Regions from separate parts of the Arabidopsis thaliana genome. Here region 2 is linked to region 1. A link is a contact called in public capture Hi-C data. All regions are on one chromosome and are shown on one strand. The core of a region is the stretch at or near the end of the contact, and the rest is flanking DNA. Distances in the headings are between cores, read along the strand shown. Region 1 holds the start of AT1G63300 (Myosin heavy chain-related protein). Region 2 holds the start of AT1G63490 (transcription factor jumonji (jmjC) domain-containing protein).

The links. Capture Hi-C pulls out chosen DNA fragments and counts their contacts.
Region 2: a contact with region 1 is called in a capture Hi-C map of seedling, with 1.7 times the contacts expected there. A contact is called at or near these places in 2 of 26 Hi-C or Micro-C datasets (callus and root) and 1 of 3 other capture datasets (seedling).

Annotation. Positions count from the first base shown.
Region 1 is chr1:23,480,188-23,484,315 of TAIR10.1, reverse strand. AT1G63300 (Myosin heavy chain-related protein) reads right to left here and starts at 2,409. Exons shown (of 8, transcript NM_105009.3): 1 at 2,046-2,409; 2 at 1,649-1,852; 3 at 1,449-1,571; 4 at 1,269-1,309; 5 at 1,070-1,178; 6 at 1-978. The coding sequence starts at 2,123.
Region 2 is chr1:23,551,491-23,555,618 of TAIR10.1, reverse strand. AT1G63490 (transcription factor jumonji (jmjC) domain-containing protein) reads left to right here and starts at 2,387. Exons shown (of 26, transcript NM_001334101.1): 1 at 2,387-2,496; 2 at 2,608-3,950. The coding sequence starts at 2,635. It overlaps BSK7 (kinase with tetratricopeptide repeat domain-containing protein), which reads right to left and starts at 220. Exons shown (of 10, transcript NM_105029.7): 1 at 1-220.

The DNA.
Region 1 (4,128 bases), core at 1,160-3,659:
GTAAGAGATATCATGATTTTGCTGTTTCAGTATCTCATAATCCAAAGCAAGCTGTTCCATCTGTATCTCAAGCTCATCTTTATCACGTTTATATATCTCAATCTCATTATAAAGGTCTGTGATCTTCTGCTCCAAAATATGTGTATCTTTCGCATCCACATGTTTCTTCACAAGGTCCTCAAGTGCCTTTTGATCATGATCATCTTCATCTGTCTCACTTCTACAAGACCTTCTCATTGATTCTTCAATGTTATCAGCTCCTTCCTTACTCTTTTCCTCCAGCATTTCTTCAAGATCTTGAACAGCAAGAATCAACTCGGAGTTTGATTCTTGCGTCTTCTCGAGCTGTAACCGGAGATTGAAATTCCGATCCTTCTCATAATCAAGTTCCTCTCTTGTTTCCTCCAAAAGAACCCATGGATCTCTTCCTTCAAACTGCAACCTGTTCCTCGTTTTAGTCTCTCCTTTCTGCTTGTCAGATACTTTCTGTCTCTCACAATCTTCCTTCAACGAATCTCTCTCTTGCTTCAAGCTATTCACTTCCCTAAGGAGATCTTGACTTCTTTTGGTCTCTTTAACAATTTGTTTCCTCAGGCTTTGCAGTTCTAGCTCCGAAAGATCTGCTTGCCTTGTCAAACCAACAAGCTCGTTCTTAAGCTTCTCTACCTCGTCCTCATCCGAGGAGTTAATCGCGGTGTCCCTCGCGACTATATCATTCGAACTATTGGTCGAGTCATCAGTGCTGCTGATACCATGATCAGAACTTCCGGACCACTCGGACTCCGATATACGAGAAGGCTCTTCAAACAAACTTTTAGCTGAATGAAGATGCTTAGTGGGATGTCTCAAAGGCTTGGCAACTTCTTCAGGTGTATTTGGCTCAATGACACTTCCAGAGCTTGACATTGTACTATCAGATTCAATTGATGCTCTTCGTCTCAGTTCCGCAAACCGCGCAGCTTTACCAAATGGCCCTTCCTATAAATACAACAAAGATAGTAGAACATCAAGAGAAAATCCAAAAACTCTCTTGCATCACATTGCACTACGATCAGCCAAATCAACATACCTCATGTGAATCGCTTTTACGATTTTCATCAGCATCACCAATGCTGAAATGTGACTTCAAATCTAGACCTTGTGACATTTTCACCGGAGTCTCACATTCATCCACATCTCTGCAAGAACTCATAACAACACAAAAGCCACTTCCATTAAAAATCCAAAAACTTATAAAACAAAAGAAAAGTGAGTCTAGTTTTCTGCACCTTTGAGGATCATCAAACTCTAATTGCCTTTGTATTGATACCTAAAAATCAGAAGAACATTAATTATAAGACTCGAAGGTTACAAAACTCTAAAAGAAAAACGACAAAAAGAAGCTGAGATCTTCAGAGCTTTAATAAAGATAACATTAATGAGTAAAAAGACGAAAAGAAGAAGCTAACATGCAACAAAGCTTTAGAACTGGAGTTCTGTAATGGAAGAGAAACATTGCAAGTTTTAGTTGCATCAACATAATCAGCAAAATCAATTGATGTTTCTCCAACCAAACCACCTCTTGCAGATCCCTGCACACAAGAGAATCACAAAAAACATAAATAAAAATCCAAAACTCTGAGACATTTCTAATTTTGTTTTTGCTCACCGTAGTTGAAACAATGAGATGGTAAATTCTCTGATTAACTTTTCCAGTTTTTACATCTTTGAGAAATTTCACAGTCTCGTAAACCGGAATCTCCCACCGGCAATGTCCGTCGTTCACAATAGCTTTCTCTGACCTCGCCGTCGGTTTTCCAATATCTCCGGGAACTAGAGACAGAATCAATCCCTCTGTATTGAACTGTGACGCCTACGCAAATTAAAACAAAAACCTCGAATCAAAATGTGTCACATCAAATACCAAATTGAGATTTCTTAACTTATTTTTCTGGAAAATTCAAATCTAAGCAATGCGAGCAAAATCAATAAAATCACACACAAAGTTTTAGTATCTAAGAGAAATCAATGAAGAAGCCAAAACAAAACTCGAGTGTTTATAGTACCTGAGTCGCATGAAACTTCAATCTGAAAACGACTTTGATCCTGTTCTTCTCGCTACGCCATCTCGCTGACTTAAACATCTCCGCCGCCGAGAGTATTGGTCGCCGGAAAGAAAACTGTAACTCTCACCGTCGCTCCGACCATCGTCTCCCGGAACGAGTCATTACAACACTCTTTTTTAGTACAATGTAGAGGAAATGATCATTACAGAAGGCGGGCGAGTTGGCTCAGTCGATCGGAGCGAGTTCGACTCAGAGAGAAGGCGAAGAAGAAGAAGAAAGAAGAAGACGCGAACGTTAAGCTTGAGCGGTGGATTTTTATATAAATGGGACAAAAAGGAAAAGTAAGTAGAGAGATCTAAAAGAGAGATGAGATTAATAAACAATTTAGCAAAAGTAAAAGGACTATACGTTAATTGTTATTAATTAGTAGTGTATATTTTAATCGGTTAATTAATTTTTGTCTGTATCGTATAGGAAACTCTTTACGTTTCAATTTGGTATGATATGTTAAAAACTAATATAATTTTCATAGTTGTGCTATTATGCCTTAAAAAAGTACTCCATCAGTAATCAGTTAGTAGTATATTAAAGAAGAAGATCAAACTTTTATATCTTATACATTTTATTAAATGCATTTCATAATTAAAATGAAAAATAGTCCGACAAATTTGTAAACATGATCTTATTAATAAAAAGTTTGTTTTGGGTTTGGGAACAGTGATCGATACGCAATTAAATTTACATGTCTGCCCTCCTTCAGTTATGAGTGATACGCGACCTTTTTATGGGTATTATAGTCAATAAATAGGTCACAGCTTACAAAGCTGAGTCCCCGATAAACTAAAGATAATATAAAAAGTAGAGATCCAACGGTCAAGTTTGACGTTGATACTTATTTACTTAGAAATGTAGCTGAGAATGAGAAAATGATGTTTTAACCAACAAATGTATTGCTTAACAAAAGTTATTTCTCAACGAATCAGTATATAGCCTTATTCTTTAAATCAAAGAAAAATATGTGGAACTTATAGATACTATTTTTTATCATAATGTTCTTCAAAACTCTCTCACTTTTTTTATCGTATAACAAAGTATCATATTGAACCTACATGTTTATTAGATTCAATTCAAAATCTTAGATATTCACTCAATTTTGACGTGGGTAGGACATGATGCCGATCGCCCGCCGGTCCATCTATTTGAGTCAGTATATATAAGCTGTCATGAAAGAATAATTGTAAAATAGAAATTTCATCCTCGGGCATGGAACATGCGAATTTCATAATATGTTTTCGAAAATCAAACTAAACACCTTAATGTATATGTCTTGTTGTCCTTACACAGTCCCCACCTGAAGCTTCTATTGCGGATATATCTAAGCAAGCTGTATATTTTGTTAGCTTATATTAGAAAAGCAAAAAATAAAAACAAATTCATTCTTCTTTTTTCTGATTAGGTCCATTGAGATTGTGGAAATATAAAAAATGGTATCCTATGTACTATATACTATTATTGTATTATCTCATCACCAAAAATGTTATATAATTTCCTAAATTTGTTTTAAGGTATAAGAATAATTAGATTTTACGTTGTTAGGAATTCTCGATGAAGAATAGGATCAATATTCAATAGGACCAAACAGCTAGAAAAAAAAAAATCAAACCACCATGAGTTTGAATTTTTGTTTAACATTTATGAGTTTGAACTACGTTATAAGATATGTTACACATGGCCATGAAAAAGCATACATTTTATCATTTATATATCTGTAACCTTAGCTTAGATCATGTTTTTACTTTTTCTATCTCAATTTTATAAATTAGTCTTTTCTTGTTACTGACCCTAGAAATTAGATTATGCGTAACGTATACCGGTATACATGTATATCAGTATGCACATTATTTTATATGTATGTACAACATGTATGCGTACATCACAATCAAAAACAGATACATCAAACCAAATTGGGTACTCTCGTAACGAAATGGTGGTTTGTTCGAGTGTGTTTGAAATAAAACTAACAACTTGAATACGTATACAATATATATCTGCCTAACTTATATACCAAACATACATAATGTTA
Region 2 (4,128 bases), core at 1,138-3,637, 71 kb before region 1:
AAGTTGTAAAAATTAAAAATTGAAACTTTTTTTGTTTTATAAAAAAAGAGAGAAACAGCAAAGCAGCAGGCCTCACCAAGTCAACTCACCAGTGGGTCAAATAAATAACTAAGAAACAACTCATTTTTGCTATCACCAATGACCATCCCATTTGCCATTTTCAATAACCATTTTTCTTCTATTCACAGTGTTTTTTTTTTAGAACATTTGGTTGTTTATTATTAGTCAACATATTCAAGAAAATTTGGTTCAATGAGTTTAAAAGTTTTGTCAACTTGAAATAAGAATTATTTGGATCAATGATAAAATTTAGACGCGTCGCATAGGAGTAGTTTACACACTATTACCATATTACAATTCCATCAAATCGATCTATAGCTGGCCTGTCAATAAATAGTATATAGATATTTCATATAACTAGTTATTACTATATATACACATCCATGTCCTTTGTCGCATATAGCTATTTAGGTAACAATTGTTCTTTTCTAATCGCTATGAAGTATGAAAAATATGATAATGTGAATGAAAATAGGATAATGTGAACGTGGAGAAGGAAAATTAGTTTCAATCAAAATTTGCCACCGACATAACGCTCTTACATTTTTATTTTTGTTTTTTTCCAACAGTAGAAACGCCTTTTCACCGACCACCCCCTCGTACCTGTGAATGATATCGAGAAAATTTCCCTTATTATCTTATCTCGAGAACCCAATTTATTTTGTTTCTTATGACTTGGTTCAAGATTACATTCCGGTTTAGCTCAAAAATCGATTACAATATTGGTTTAGAAGAACGGATTAATTAGAGACAAAGCGTTATATGTGTCAACAAAGATTGTATAGTAAATGATGCAAAGTTGACTCTTGCCTATTAACTTGAAAATTACATGTGCGGAACTAGTAAACGATAGTTGAAATTTACTTTCTACAGTCTTGTCGATTGAGAGAGCTAAGACAAACATTGAATGAGATGTCCCTAGGAAAGACATTTATAGTCAACTCATTTTATTTGGAACGATACAGTCTTAAAGAAGATTAGTATTGATCCATCATCCATAACAAATCATTTCGACAACTTCCGAAGATATAGAGATGTTTACTTTCCAATGATAAGTTAAAATTTCTTATTGTCGCAAAAAAACGACATCTAATGAGCTAGAGAGATCACAACCAAGAAATCCTACTATATTATTTGGGAAGTACATTTTAAATGTAACCTTAATTTTTGTAAGTAATTACATAGGTATGCCATTAGAAATAATATTTTAAAAAGTAAATTAATTTATCTCTTTAAGGATTAAAAAGTCAAATACTAATTTAATTAATTAAATTAATTAAAAAACGAAATACATTATTAATTTCCAAAAATAATAGCCAATCAAAATCAACTTATAAGATTTGATATCTAAATTTTAATTAATTTAATTTAAACTATAAAATATAAATGTATTAGAGAATGATACAATTTGCAAAACTTTTATATATAAAAAATAATTCTAAAATTTTAAAAATTACTACTTTAAAAAAAAATCATGGGCCGGGTAAAAAAATTACAGAACGTGTTTTATTTTGGAATTGGGTTATATGGTGGATGTATTTGAATCAATATTTATAAAATTTTAAAATATTATTAATATGCTGTTTTAATAGGGGTCAAAACTTCAGTTGTTTAACAATTGTCTCATGAATTCGTGGTATAGCGTTACTTAATAACAATTATAAACTGTAAAATATAAATATTTTATAAAAATAAAATTTGCAAGTTTTAATATATATTACTTTTAAAAACAAATCGTCCCGCGGTATACCGCGGGTTAAAATCTAGTATCACTATATTCTATAGACCTAACCTCAAATCCAAATTTCTATGGAATGAATATTAGGAAAATTATGGAAATAGTCTCAATGTTAGATCATATTATAAAATATTTAAAAGTTCTCTGAATTAAGGAAGTCTAAATGTAAATCCTAAATTCCAAATTTAATCCCTTTACCATAAAAATTAAAGCAGTTTAGTCTATCTAGATTTAAAATATATATATTTTATTTTAAAAAATCCTAATTACAAATTGTCCCTATAATATTAGCTTATTAGTGAGTCCATTGGGCAGGTTTATTATGGGCCTTAGCCTTACCAATCAAAAAGCCTTAGAAATCAAAGCCCAAAACGGTTAAATAGAAAACTACACGTAGTACCTCTTCGATCATAACAAACGTCATGCAGTGTATATTCATAAAAACGGCACAAAGTCCTTTCTCATTAGACACGAACGGAAAATCTCTACTTGTCTCCGTCCCGTAATTTCCGTTACTAACCAAACCCAATTTTGGAAATTCAGTAACAGAGCCTTTATAAAAGAATTAAAATCTTTATTGTTTTTTCCAAATCTTCACAAACAAAATTCGTCAAAACAAAACATTCTTGACACTTCCTCTTCTCCGTTTAACTAGTTTCACGAGCTCTGTTCTGTTTCTTCTCTTTCAGAATTTCAAGGTAAATTTACTAAAAACCCTAGAATTGCAATTTCACTCACTGTTCTTGAATTATAATTTCTAGGTTTTTTTTATCTTGGCATGTATAAAAATTGAATCTTTATTCTCGTAGGATGTTATGATTGTGCGGTTTTAGTTGATGTGTTTGGTAATGGGAAAAGGTAGAGTTAAAGCAGTGGAGAAAAGGGTTTTAGATCAGAAACTTAGAGGATCGATCAATGTTCCTTTAGGACCAGTTTATTATCCGACAGAAGATGAATTCAAAGATCCATTAGAGTATATACACAAGATCAAGCCAGAGGCAGAGGTTTATGGTATTTGCAAGATTGTTCCACCTAATAATTGGAAACCTCCTTTTGGTTTGGATTTGGAATCTGTTAAGTTTCCTACAAAGACACAAGAGATTCATCGGTTGCAGTTTCGTCCTTCTTCGTGTAATTCAAAGACGTTTAAGTTGGAGTACAATAGGTTTTTGGAGGAGCATTTAGGTAAGAAGCTGAAGAAGAGAGTTGTTTTTGAAGGAGAAGAATTGGATTTGTGTAAGCTGTTCAACGCAGTGAAGCGGTTTGGAGGTTATGAAAAGGTTGTCAAAGGGAAAAAATGGGGTGAAGTGTATCAGTTTATGAGCTCTGGTGAAAAGATTTCAAAGTGTGCGAAACATGTCTTGTGTCAGTTATACAAAGAGCATTTGCATGATTTCGAGAATTATCATAATCGGATGAATGTAGATGCGTCAAAGAGTTGCAAAAGGAAGATTAATGGCATTCGACGATGTTCTGAATCTCGGAGCTCGAAGAGAAGAAAAAGAAATGCTGATGTGAAAAATCCCAAGGTGGAAAATGAAGAAGGGGTTGATCAAGCGTGTGAGCAATGTAAAAGTGACAAACACGGTGAAGTGATGCTTTTGTGTGATAGTTGTAATAAAGGTTGGCATATATATTGTCTATCGCCACCGTTGAAGCATATCCCACTTGGGAACTGGTATTGCCTTGAGTGTTTAAACACTGATGAAGAGACTTTTGGCTTTGTGCCTGGTAAATGCTTATTACTTGAAGATTTTAAGCGAATTGCTGATCGAGCCAAAAGAAAGTGGTTTGGTTCAGGAACAGTGTCTAGGACGCAGATAGAGAAAAAGTTTTGGGAGATAGTAGAAGGGTCAGGTGGTGAGGTTGAAGTTATGTATGGTAATGACTTGGATACTTCTGTTTACGGGAGTGGTTTTCCTCGAATAGGCGACCAAAGACCAGAATCAGTTGAGGCAGATATATGGGATGAGTATTGTGGTAGCCCCTGGAATCTCAATAACATGCCTAAGTTGAAAGGATCTATGCTTCAGGCCATTCGACATAACATTAATGGTGTTACAGTGCCTTGGCTATATCTTGGAATGCTCTTCTCTTCTTTTTGTTGGCATTTTGAGGACCATTGTTTTTACTCTGTCAATTATCTACACTGGTATGTCACCTGAACTGTAATTTTCATCATGTTTGTTACTGCTGTAATTACCCTTCCTCTGTTCCTAATTTAGTCATGGTAAGGGAGAAGATGTTTCCAAGACTCACTGGAACTCTTTAATTTATAATGAAATGTATCATTCATAGAATCTTTTAATTGCACCTTTTATTTTGAAAGA